2 separate regions of the Hordeum vulgare genome follow, and region 1 is linked to region 2. A link is a contact called in public Hi-C data. All regions are on one chromosome and are shown on one strand. Each heading gives the region's core, a stretch centred on a gene start, on an enhancer-like site or on the middle of the called end of the contact. The rest is flanking DNA. Distances are from core to core; before and after follow the strand shown.

Region 1 (4,983 bases), core at 623-3,122, 280 kb after region 2:
CCCATGAATAAAATGGCAAGTGGTGGTGTGGTGGTGCTAAAGTTCAGTCCCATACCGCTAGTGGAGGAAGTGTTGGACCTCTTTATATAGTGAGTTCTCCCCACTACTCTAAGTGTGTGTTGAGAAGAGAAAGGAGAGAACCACACGCGCGCGCTCGCCTCGCCTCGCCTCGCCTGGCTCGGGCGTATGCGTGAATGGTCCGCCAAAATCCGGTCCGATGCCTTGCGGGGGCGCGGCTACCTTTTGCCGTTTTATTTTTTATGTCTTGGCAGACAAGTTAATTACTTGTCCGGTAAGTATACGACTTGGAAACCAAGTCGGTTTGAGACGTGATCGCGACACGGAACCGACCTTGGTCCTCGTATATATACAGCTTATCGGGGTCGGCCAAAGACGCACCGAAAACCATCTAGGGTTTTGCCTCGTCTCACAACTTGCGCCGCCATCGTAGTCTACCTCATCCCGAGCGCCGGCGTCCAACGGCGAACGGGAGAGCAGGTCTCCGAAACCAGTCGCCTTTGTGATCCTGTACGGGAGAAGGCGAATTAGGTTTTTGGGAAGCGCTTTGCGCGACTGCACGCTGCTTCCACAACGGGTCGTCTACCAAGCAAGTCGGGCGGTGCTGCGTACCGCCGCCTCAAACGTCGTCTACTTCGTCCCATCATCGCCAACGTCATCGTCAACAACGCGTCTGCACCGAACACATCTGCTTCCTCTACAAACGTTCGGTACGTGCGTCGTGTTCTCGTTAGCCTGATGAACATGTTAGATGCGTACATGTTTTGCTACACGGTCTTGCTGCTATTCATGTTGTCTCCTGCATCTAGTATGATAGAGTTTCACATGTTAGTAGTTGCTATCGTCATGCTTTATATTCTGGAATTAATCATGGAAATTGTGCCTAATTTCTTAACACAATGTGACCAATCAAACTGCACTCATCTGAATGAAATCAAGAGAAATATATGCACATATATATATCTGTGTACAAGTACGGTTTACTGTATTTTGTGTTTATCTAACTTGCAATTGACATGGACGAACCCAAAACTCAAGATTTTGATGATTCAAACAAACAACCTTAACACTATTGTTCTAGCAGACGCTCCTTTCCATCATCTCGTTGTATTGCAGCCACGAGATTTGGCGCTGCAGCTTCATCTGCGCGTAGAACTTTGCGATGAACTCGTCCGCCTTCACGTCCACCCCGGCATCCTCGCCGCCCTCCACGGCCCCCGATGAGCCGACGGCGACGCTCGCCTCCATCATCGCGCGCTCGTCCGCGCCATTGTCGAAGCTCTCCAGGCCGCACTCGCTCGGCTGGTCATCGTACAAGTCCCGGGCGCAGCTCGCGTCCCGCTCGCGGTCGTCGCAGAAGAAGTAGCGGTCATCGCCGTAGACGCCGGGGGTGTCCGGGACGGAGGGCGCGATACAGGGGATGAAGCGGAGCACGCGCGCGGAGGGGGTGCGGAACCGGAACGCCGGCGTCTCGTCGATGGAGAACTCCCGCTCGCCGTAGCGCAGCCGGTCGTCGCGCCCGCCGCCGACGCGGCTGTGCCGCAGCGTCTTGAGCAGGCGGAGGCTCTGCGCCGCGCTCCCCTTCCGCGCCCAGAGCACCGCCAGCCGCAGCAGCCGCCACGCGCGCCGGCCGCCAACGGTGGCCTTCCTCGTCGCCTTAGGAAACATCGCCGGCGCCGCCATTGCGTTTATGTTTATATGCGTGCCGTGGATTCAGCAAAATGATCGCGAGGGCTGTGTAGCTGCTCCGCTCTTTGCTTTTGCTTTTGCTTTTGCTATGGAGGTTTGTTCGGTTGAGAAAGTTGGTGATGGGATGAGTGTGGCGGGGCGCGCTGCATAAATAGGGAGCTCGATCGGCTGGGATGCTTTGCCTTGTGTCCTGAGGCGGGAGCGGGAGCGAAGAGAAGCGAGCGCGTCAGTTACCTGCATCTTGCGTGGCAGTTGGCATACGCTGGAGCAGCAGCGGATGATTGCAGTCATGGCGTGTGGGGCCCGGCCGCCAGGAGGGGCGCCACATAGTGCGGCGCCTCATCGGGCTCACGGACGGCGGCTAGGACGCGTCTCCGAACGTGGGGCCCGTTTCCACTGTCTGTCCCGTGGCCGTGGGTTCCCGTTTCCTGGTTTCCATCCATGACAGGGGCGTTTTGCTTTGCCTTCATCAATGTACTGATGTACAGGAACAGGGTGTGAATAATGGAGACTGAAGCTCCCGTGTGATCTCCTTGGTACTTCGCGTAATTAGCCCACTGGCTGTGCATAAACTGTAGCTTTTCGCCGCACAGGTGCGTTCTGTTTTTATCTACTATTTTTTCTGTATCGAAGTACTTGTAGTTGAAGGAATTTGTACTAGTTTTTTCTGCTATAAGTATTTCGGTATAGAGGAAGTAGTCACCTGTGAGTTGTGGTGAGGTGGAGCTGAAGATCACGTGGTATAGCGTCTCAAAACGATTTGTTTTAGTACTACTTGTTTCTCTACGAACGCTTCCCAAATGACGCATCATTCCTTCTTAACCAATCACCCTTATATATATTTAGAAAAAAACTACTATTTCTACAGCTACGCGTTTCCCTATTTTACGTTCCTATGGCATGGAGTTAACTCTAGCTGCTAATCAGCGTGGAACATGGCCTTGCTTAATTAAGATGTAAACCGCGTGGCAGTGTGGACTATGAAGACTTGAAACCCAACTACCAGCGTAATCCCCGCGGTAGTAGCAGCTTCACAATAGTGGCCAGGTATCCAAGCCCACGCCCACCTCACAGGGGTACGTGCCAGGCCAAGAGGTCCACAGTGTCTTGCCGCACAGGTGAAACCGTGTACGCGGTCTCGACGCTGCGTCCAAGCACATGAATGTGCACAAGCCCAACGCAAAACAGACTGAAGAACTGAAGCCGGAGAATTTACCGTCCTGATGAGCATTGCCAAAAAAGAAAAATGATGGAGAATACAAATTTCCTCAGCCAGTACAAAAGAGCCGAAAGTCACTGCACAGCAACTAGCCTTGAAAATCAAGACACAACCAAGCTAAGAGCATCTCTAGCAACCCTCTATAATCATTGAAACTGTAAAATTCCGATCGTAAATTTTTTACGGTGGCCTAAATGAGACTCGTGATCACTATATCTGCGGATTCGGCTTCTGGATACAGGTCCGAACATATCCCTCCGCCGCCGCAAAAAATCCCCACCCCTCACTGCCGTCGCCTCAGATCCACCGCGCCCCTCCAATCCGCCGCTTCGCCCCTTCAATCCACCGCCCGAGATGGCCAACTCCGATGGCCGTGGCAACGACGACCCCGAGAAGGCGCGTTGCGTCAGATCCGACGCGACGCGGAAGCGTGCCGCCCTGCGGTACACACGCTGGGGCTAGTCGCCGCCTTGAGACAAAGGAGTACGACCGTGCGCGCAGCCGCCTTTTCTCTGTCAGCTCCTCTGAGGCATCGAGCTCGCACTAGCGCTCCTCCCTCCCCCAGGTGAAGAGGGAGCTGCCTTTGGTAAAGATGGAGCCGGAGGCCGAGGCAGGGGCGAAGCGCTGTGCCGGGGGCGTCGTTGGACCGAAGGACTTCATCCCCCCGACGGAGGCGGACACCCTTTTGCACGTGTTGTTAGCACGCAGTGCGCGGGAGGCAGAAAAGGACCGGCAGCGTCGCCGGAGGGACGAGGAGATCGACACCGTGCTCTACGAGCAGGGTGTCGCATCGACCCTCGCCTTCGGTGACAAGGTGGAGGAGTGGCACCACGAAGCCACTGAATATGAGCGCATGCGCATCTACATCAACCTCTGCTCCTCCTCCGACGACCAAGCGCTGCCGCTGAACAACTACCACACGAGCTTCGGTAAGCTCAGTTTTGCGTAGTGCGGTAGGGTAGTTATTAGCTCCGGTGAGCTCCGATAGGGTTAGCTTAGCTCGATCCTTCTCTAGTAGTTGTGCAAAATAAAATGTGGTATGTATGATCATGTAGTATGTTATGAACTATGAATGATCATTATCGTTGCAATTTTTATCACGAAAGTTTTTTTAATTATACAGTTTCATATACGGGATCTATTCTACAACACACGATTTAGCCCCGTAAAACTCCGCTTGATCAAACTGTAAATGATTTATGCGGGTCAAAAAAATACGGGCTCTGTTGGAGATGCGCTAAGAGGGGCACTAGCCCGAAGCTTCCCGTGAAGTTTCACAAATCATATAAACACAGAAAGCAAACAAATTTCTTATACGACTCCGATTCATGGGGTCACATGGCACTGCCACAAATCCTGGCTGACAACTAGACACAGCGGTCACACGCTGGAAAACCCAAGCCTGTCATGCCACTATGCAAGTACTACCAAACTGCTTGCCAAACACCTACAGCTCTGTTGTCATATAGCTGCAGCCTCGGGAATCCCTTGTTGCTTTTGTGCTAAGGCTTCGCTGAACAAGACAGTTCACCTGAAATTTTTTTTGGAATCATGCAGCATGGGAGATATGCAAACTGAACAAAACGAGCCAACGGTGACCGCGCTACTTCAGATCACTGCTGTCACCAGTCACCACCTGAGGAGATTATAATATCGTTCGGTACTGATTGGTGTGATGCCATTAGCCCAACAAAGAATTACCTGCTTACCACGAATGATCCATCAAGAATGAAGAGGTAGCGGCCACGAAATAGCAGGGCTAGATTGCCCACCTGCCAAAAAGAATTAGACAGCACAACAAAGCCTAGATAGACGAAGCAGGTCCAGATCCAAGGACCTTCGAAAAGTCAAGACCCAGTCTGGATCTTCCCAATTAACGGCATACTGTAGAAGGCATGCTTGAAATAATAATTTTATTTATATTACAAAAGCAATAACTGAATTTTTCTACTAAACAGGCGAGACACTGCTGGTATTTTTAACTTCTTTTTGTTCTTTTATATAAGTTCATTTGTTTTCTTTATTAAATACGTTTAGTATTACTCAAGTATAGAGAA
Region 2 (5,194 bases), core at 1,404-3,903:
ATATGAAGCGAAAACATTAATTTGAAGAATAATTTATGAAAAGTTGTGAATAAATTTGGGAACGCGAACAATTTTTCAAAGCACGAATATTTTTTGAATCTTAAGAACTATATTTTGAAAAGGAGATCAATTTGGAAAAAACCCAAACATATTTGAAAGCACGAACAAATTTTGAAAGCACTAACAGTTTTTGAATTTTGAGAACAAATTTTGACACTGAGAACGATTTTGAGAAATCGTGAGGAAATACGAAAGCACGAACAATTTTTTAAAGTATGAACAATTTTTGAATCTTGAGAAGAAATTTTTGAAAAAGAGAACAATTTTTGAAAACCCAAACAAATTTAAAACCGCAAACAAATTTTGAAGCACTAACATTTTTTGAATTTTGAGAACAAATTTCGGAACCGAGAATAATTTCATAAAATCGTGAGCAAATTTGGAAGCGCAAAATTTTTGAAAGCCCGAACATTTTTGAAATCTTGAGAACAAAATTTGAAATGGAGAATAATTTTGAAAACCCAAACAAATTTGGAAACTTAAACAATTTTGCACATTTTTTAAAATGGATATCAAATTTGAAATCATAAAAAAATTGAATCTTGAATTTCTTTTTAAAACAACAACAATTTTGTAAAATCGTAAATAAATTTGGAAGCCCGAACTATTTTTAAAATTTGTTTTAATCAAGAATAAATTTCCAAAGCAAGAACAATTTTCAAACATTTTTCTAATTTACAAACCATATCATTTTTTGGAAGACTCAAGCATTTTTTGAAAGTCCAGAACATTTTTTGGAAAATCCAGAACATTTTTTTAAAAAGCAACAACATTTTTCGAATTTGAAGAACGATTTTTTCCAAATTTACGAAAGAAGTTTTAAAAAGTGAAAGTTTTTGAGTTTGAAACCTTTTTAAGGGTAAGAACATATTTTGAAATTTAGTAATATTTTTCGTATTTGAAGAACATGTTTTGAAAATCCAAAACATCTTTTGAAAATCCAAAACATTTTTAATACAGAAACAGAAAATTACAAAAATGAAACATAAAAAATAAAGATTTAGAAACCTTCTAGAAGTTTCCTAAAACCGGAAAAACCCTGCTGGAAAAGATTCTCAAAACCGAGATCATTGAATAAATGGGCCAGTCCAATAGAATCCTTCGCCGTTGAAGCCACCAGGTCGTGTGCGTTGCTCGACTATTTACCGCAAAAAGCGGCAAATAGGGGATTCCCGTGAAAGAGGCATGTGAACACATCAGATGATCTGGATGGAAAAAAAGATGGGCCATCCCAGCTTGCCGTACAGGTGTACATCGTGTTTGATGGACAAAGATTTTCTGATACATGATCATCATTTCTGAGAAAGTCAATTCGGCTCCTTAGAGCATATGCTTCCGGAGCCAAAAAAAAAATAAAGATAAAATTTATTTGTGTAGTTAGACACATTCAAATGCTATCTATTAATTTAGGGCAAAAAATTAAACATTTTAGCTTGTGAAAAAAAATTAAACGTTGAAAGTTATCCAAAATGTCACTCCAAATTTATTTTCTTATTGAAGAAATACCGTTGCTCCTTATCGCGTGAAATTTGTCATGCATGTTCGCGATACTAATACAATCATTTACAACGAAATTAGAACTTCTTTTAAACATTTTATCTCACAATACCGTTCATCCGGAAGCATATGTTCATGGGAGCCAAAACAAATGTCATGTCCTTTCTTATCAAAAGGTAATGGACTAATTTGAGTTGTCTTTGTCTTTAACGGGATACCAAGCAGAACGATAATATATGTAGCATTACTCCAAAAAATTACCCTTAAAATGATACTCCCTCTGTCCGAAAATACTTGTCTTAAAATGCATATAATAAATGTATTTACAATTAAAATAAGTCTAGATACATTTATCTCTAGGACAAGTATTTCCGGACGGAGGTACTATTTTCTTTGTTAGGTCCCTCAAAGATATTTTTTGGCTATTTAGTGCGCAAGGATAATTAACTTGCTTCCTCCTAATACTTGGCTAGATCCGGCCCCAATGGCCGTAATTCCTATGCTTGTAAATGAATAGAGGAGGTTTGAAGTGGAAAAAAAGATAAAACACGCCTTGTCTAGCAGATGCTCTTATGCATCATCTCGTTGTACTGGAGCCAGGAGATCTGCCGCTGCAGCCTCATCTGCGAGTAGAAGTTGGCGATGAACTCCTCCGCCTTCCCATCCACCCCGGCGTCCTCGCAGTCCTCTTGTTCCGCGGCGCCGAAGTTGGCGTAGCTCGCTCCCATCACTGCCCGCTGGAGCAGCTCCTCCTCCACGCAATCGTCGAGGTTCTCGACGCCGTACTCGCTCGGCCCGGCGCCGTGGCAGTCCCCGACGCTGCCCGCGTCCCTCTCGCGGGGGTCGCAGAAAAAGTAGCGGTCGCCACTGTAGTCGTCGGGGGTGTCCGGGACGGCGGGGGCGACGCAGGGGATGAAGCGGAGCACGCGCGCGGAGGGGGCGCGGAACCGGAACGCAGGCGTCTCGTCGATGGAGAACTCGCGCTCACCGAAGCGCAGCCGGTCGCTGCGCCCGCTGCGTCCCAGGGTCTTGAGCAGGCGGAGGCCATGCACCACGACTCCCTTCCGCGCCCGGAGCACCGCCAGCTGTTGGGACATGGGAAATCACTGATCGTCCCTATGGTTGCAAACCATTGGGATGCAAGTGGGTGTTCAAAAAGAAGCTTAGGCCCGACGGTACAATTGAAAAGTACAAGGCTAGGCTTGTGGCCAAGGGCTATGCCCAGAAAGAAGAGGAAGATTTCTTCGATACTTATTCACCTGTGGCTAGACTGACCACCATTAGAGTACTACTCTCATTGGCGGCCTCTCATGGTCTTCTCGTTCATCAAATGGACGTTAAGACGGCTTTCCTGAATGGAGAGCTAAATGAGGAAATTTATATGCAACAGCCAGATGGCTTTGTGATAGAAGGTCAGGAAGGAAAGGTGTGTAAGTTGCTGAAATCTTTATATGGTCTGAGACAAGCACCTAAGCAATGGCATGAGAAGTTTAATACAACTCTGACATCTGTTGGCTTCGTTGTTAATGAAGCTGACAAATGTGTATACTATCGCCATGGTGGGGGCGAAGGAGTTATATTGTGCTTGTATGTTGATGACATACTGATATTTGGAACCAACCTCAAAGTAATTGAGGAGGTTAAGTCCTTTCTGTCTCAAAACTTTGAGATGAAGGACCTTGGGGTGGCTGATGTTATCTTGAACATCAAGCTATTGAGAGATGATGAGGGTGGGATTACACTTCTGCAATCCCACTATGTTGACAAGATTTTGATTCGCTTTGGATATTCAGACTGCAAGATTTGTCAAACACCATATGATCCTAGTGTGCTTATTCGAAAGTTTAAAGGCACAGCTATAGATCAATTGAGATTCTCTCAAATTATCGGTTCACTTATGTACCTAGCTAGCGCAACAAGGCCTGACATCGCGTTTGCTGTGAGCAAACTTAGCCGGTTTGTTGCAAACCCGGGCGAAGTTCATTGGCGTGCTGTTGAAAGAATTATGCGCTACTTGAAAGGTACTTCAAGATCAGTATGTCATTAGTCTAGTCAATGCCATGCTAGTTATTATTTTGTGGATTAATCTACTCGGAAAATTGCCTATTTACTCAACAATCCAAAAACCTAATGTCTGTAGGAATTTTTCGAGTAATGGTTTTGCTGCTGCACTGAAACCGGATAAGTTTACCGGTACCTTTTTCAAGCGTTGGCAAACGAGAACCACCTTATGGCTCACGGCTATGAACGTGTTCTGGGTAGCCGGTGTCACTCCTACGGAAACTATCACTCCTGAACAGGAGAAGATGTTTAAGGAGGCCACCGTCCTATTCCTTGGAGCAGTCATTAGCGTGATCGGAGATAAGCTGGTTGATGCATATTTACATATGCATGTTGCCAAGGACTTGTGGGAGGCGCTCGAATCTAAATTCGGGGCCACCGATGCTGGGAGTGAGATGTATGTTATGGACTCCATCATGGCTAACGGGACATGGGAAATCACTGATCGTCCCTATGGTTGCAAACCATTGGGATGCAAGTGGGTGTTCAAAAAGAAGCTTAGGCCCGACGGTACAATTGAAAAGTACAAGGCTAGGCTTGTGGCCAAGGGCTATGCCCAGAAAGAAGAGGAAGATTTCTTCGATACTTATTCACCTGTGGCTAGACTGACCACCATTAGAGTACTACTCTCATTGGCGGCCTCTCATGGTCTTCTCGTTCATCAAATGGACGTTAAGACGGCTTTCCTGAATGGAGAGCTAAATGAGGAAATTTATATGCAACAGCCAGATGGCTTTGTGATAGAAGGTCAGGAAGGAAAGGTGTGTAAGTTGCTGAAATCTTTATATGGTCTGAGACAAGCACCTAAGCAATGGCATGAGAAGTTTAATACAACTCTGACATCTGTTGGCTTCGTTGTTAATGAAGCTGACAAATGTGTATACTATCGCCATGGTGGGGGCGAAGGAGTTATATTGTGCTTGTATGTTGATGACATACTGATATTTGGAACCAACCTCAAAGTAATTGAGGAGGTTAAGTCCTTTCTGTCTCAAAACTTTGAGATGAAGGACCTTGGGGTGGCTGATGTTATCTTGAACATCAAGCTATTGAGAGATGATGAGGGTGGGATTACACTTCTGCAATCCCACTATGTTGACAAGATTTTGATTCGCTTTGGATATTCAGACTGCAAGATTTGTCAAACACCATATGATCCTAGTGTGCTTATTCGAAAGTTTAAAGGCACAGCTATAGATCAATTGAGATTCTCTCAAATTATCGGTTCACTTATGTACCTAGCTAGCGCAACAAGGCCTGACATCGCGTTTGCTGTGAGCAAACTTAGCCGGTTTGTTGCAAACCCGGGCGAAGTTCATTGGCGTGCTGTTGAAAGAATTATGCGCTACTTGAAAGGTACTTCAAGATCAGTATGTCATTAGTCTAGTCAATGCCATGCTAGTTATTATTTTGTGGATTAATCTACTCGGAAAATTGCCTATTTACTCAACAATCCAAAAACCTAATGTCTGTAGGAATTTTTCGAGTAATGGTTTTGCTGCTGCACTGAAACCGGATAAGTTTACCGGTACCTTTTTCAAGCGTTGGCAAACGAGAACCACCTTATGGCTCACGG

Evidence for each region. Hi-C and Micro-C count contacts between places; a contact is called where the count stands out from the background.
Region 1: a contact with region 2 is called in a Hi-C map of leaf, with 9 times the contacts expected there. The contact joins the promoter of LOC123446570 here to the promoter of LOC123450590 in region 2. A contact is called at or near these places in 2 of 6 Hi-C or Micro-C datasets (leaf and seedling) and 1 of 1 datasets of contacts at active chromatin or transcription factors (embryo).

The regions. Positions count from the first base shown.
Region 1 is chr4H:435,918,433-435,923,415 of MorexV3_pseudomolecules_assembly, forward strand. It overlaps LOC123446570, which reads right to left and starts at 1,873. Exons shown (of 1, transcript XM_045123143.1): 1 at 948-1,873. The coding sequence starts at 1,701. The coding sequence ends at 1,096.
Region 2 is chr4H:435,639,530-435,644,723 of MorexV3_pseudomolecules_assembly, forward strand. LOC123450590 reads right to left here and starts at 2,654. Exons shown (of 1, transcript XM_045127760.1): 1 at 1,863-2,654. The coding sequence starts at 2,654. The coding sequence ends at 2,115.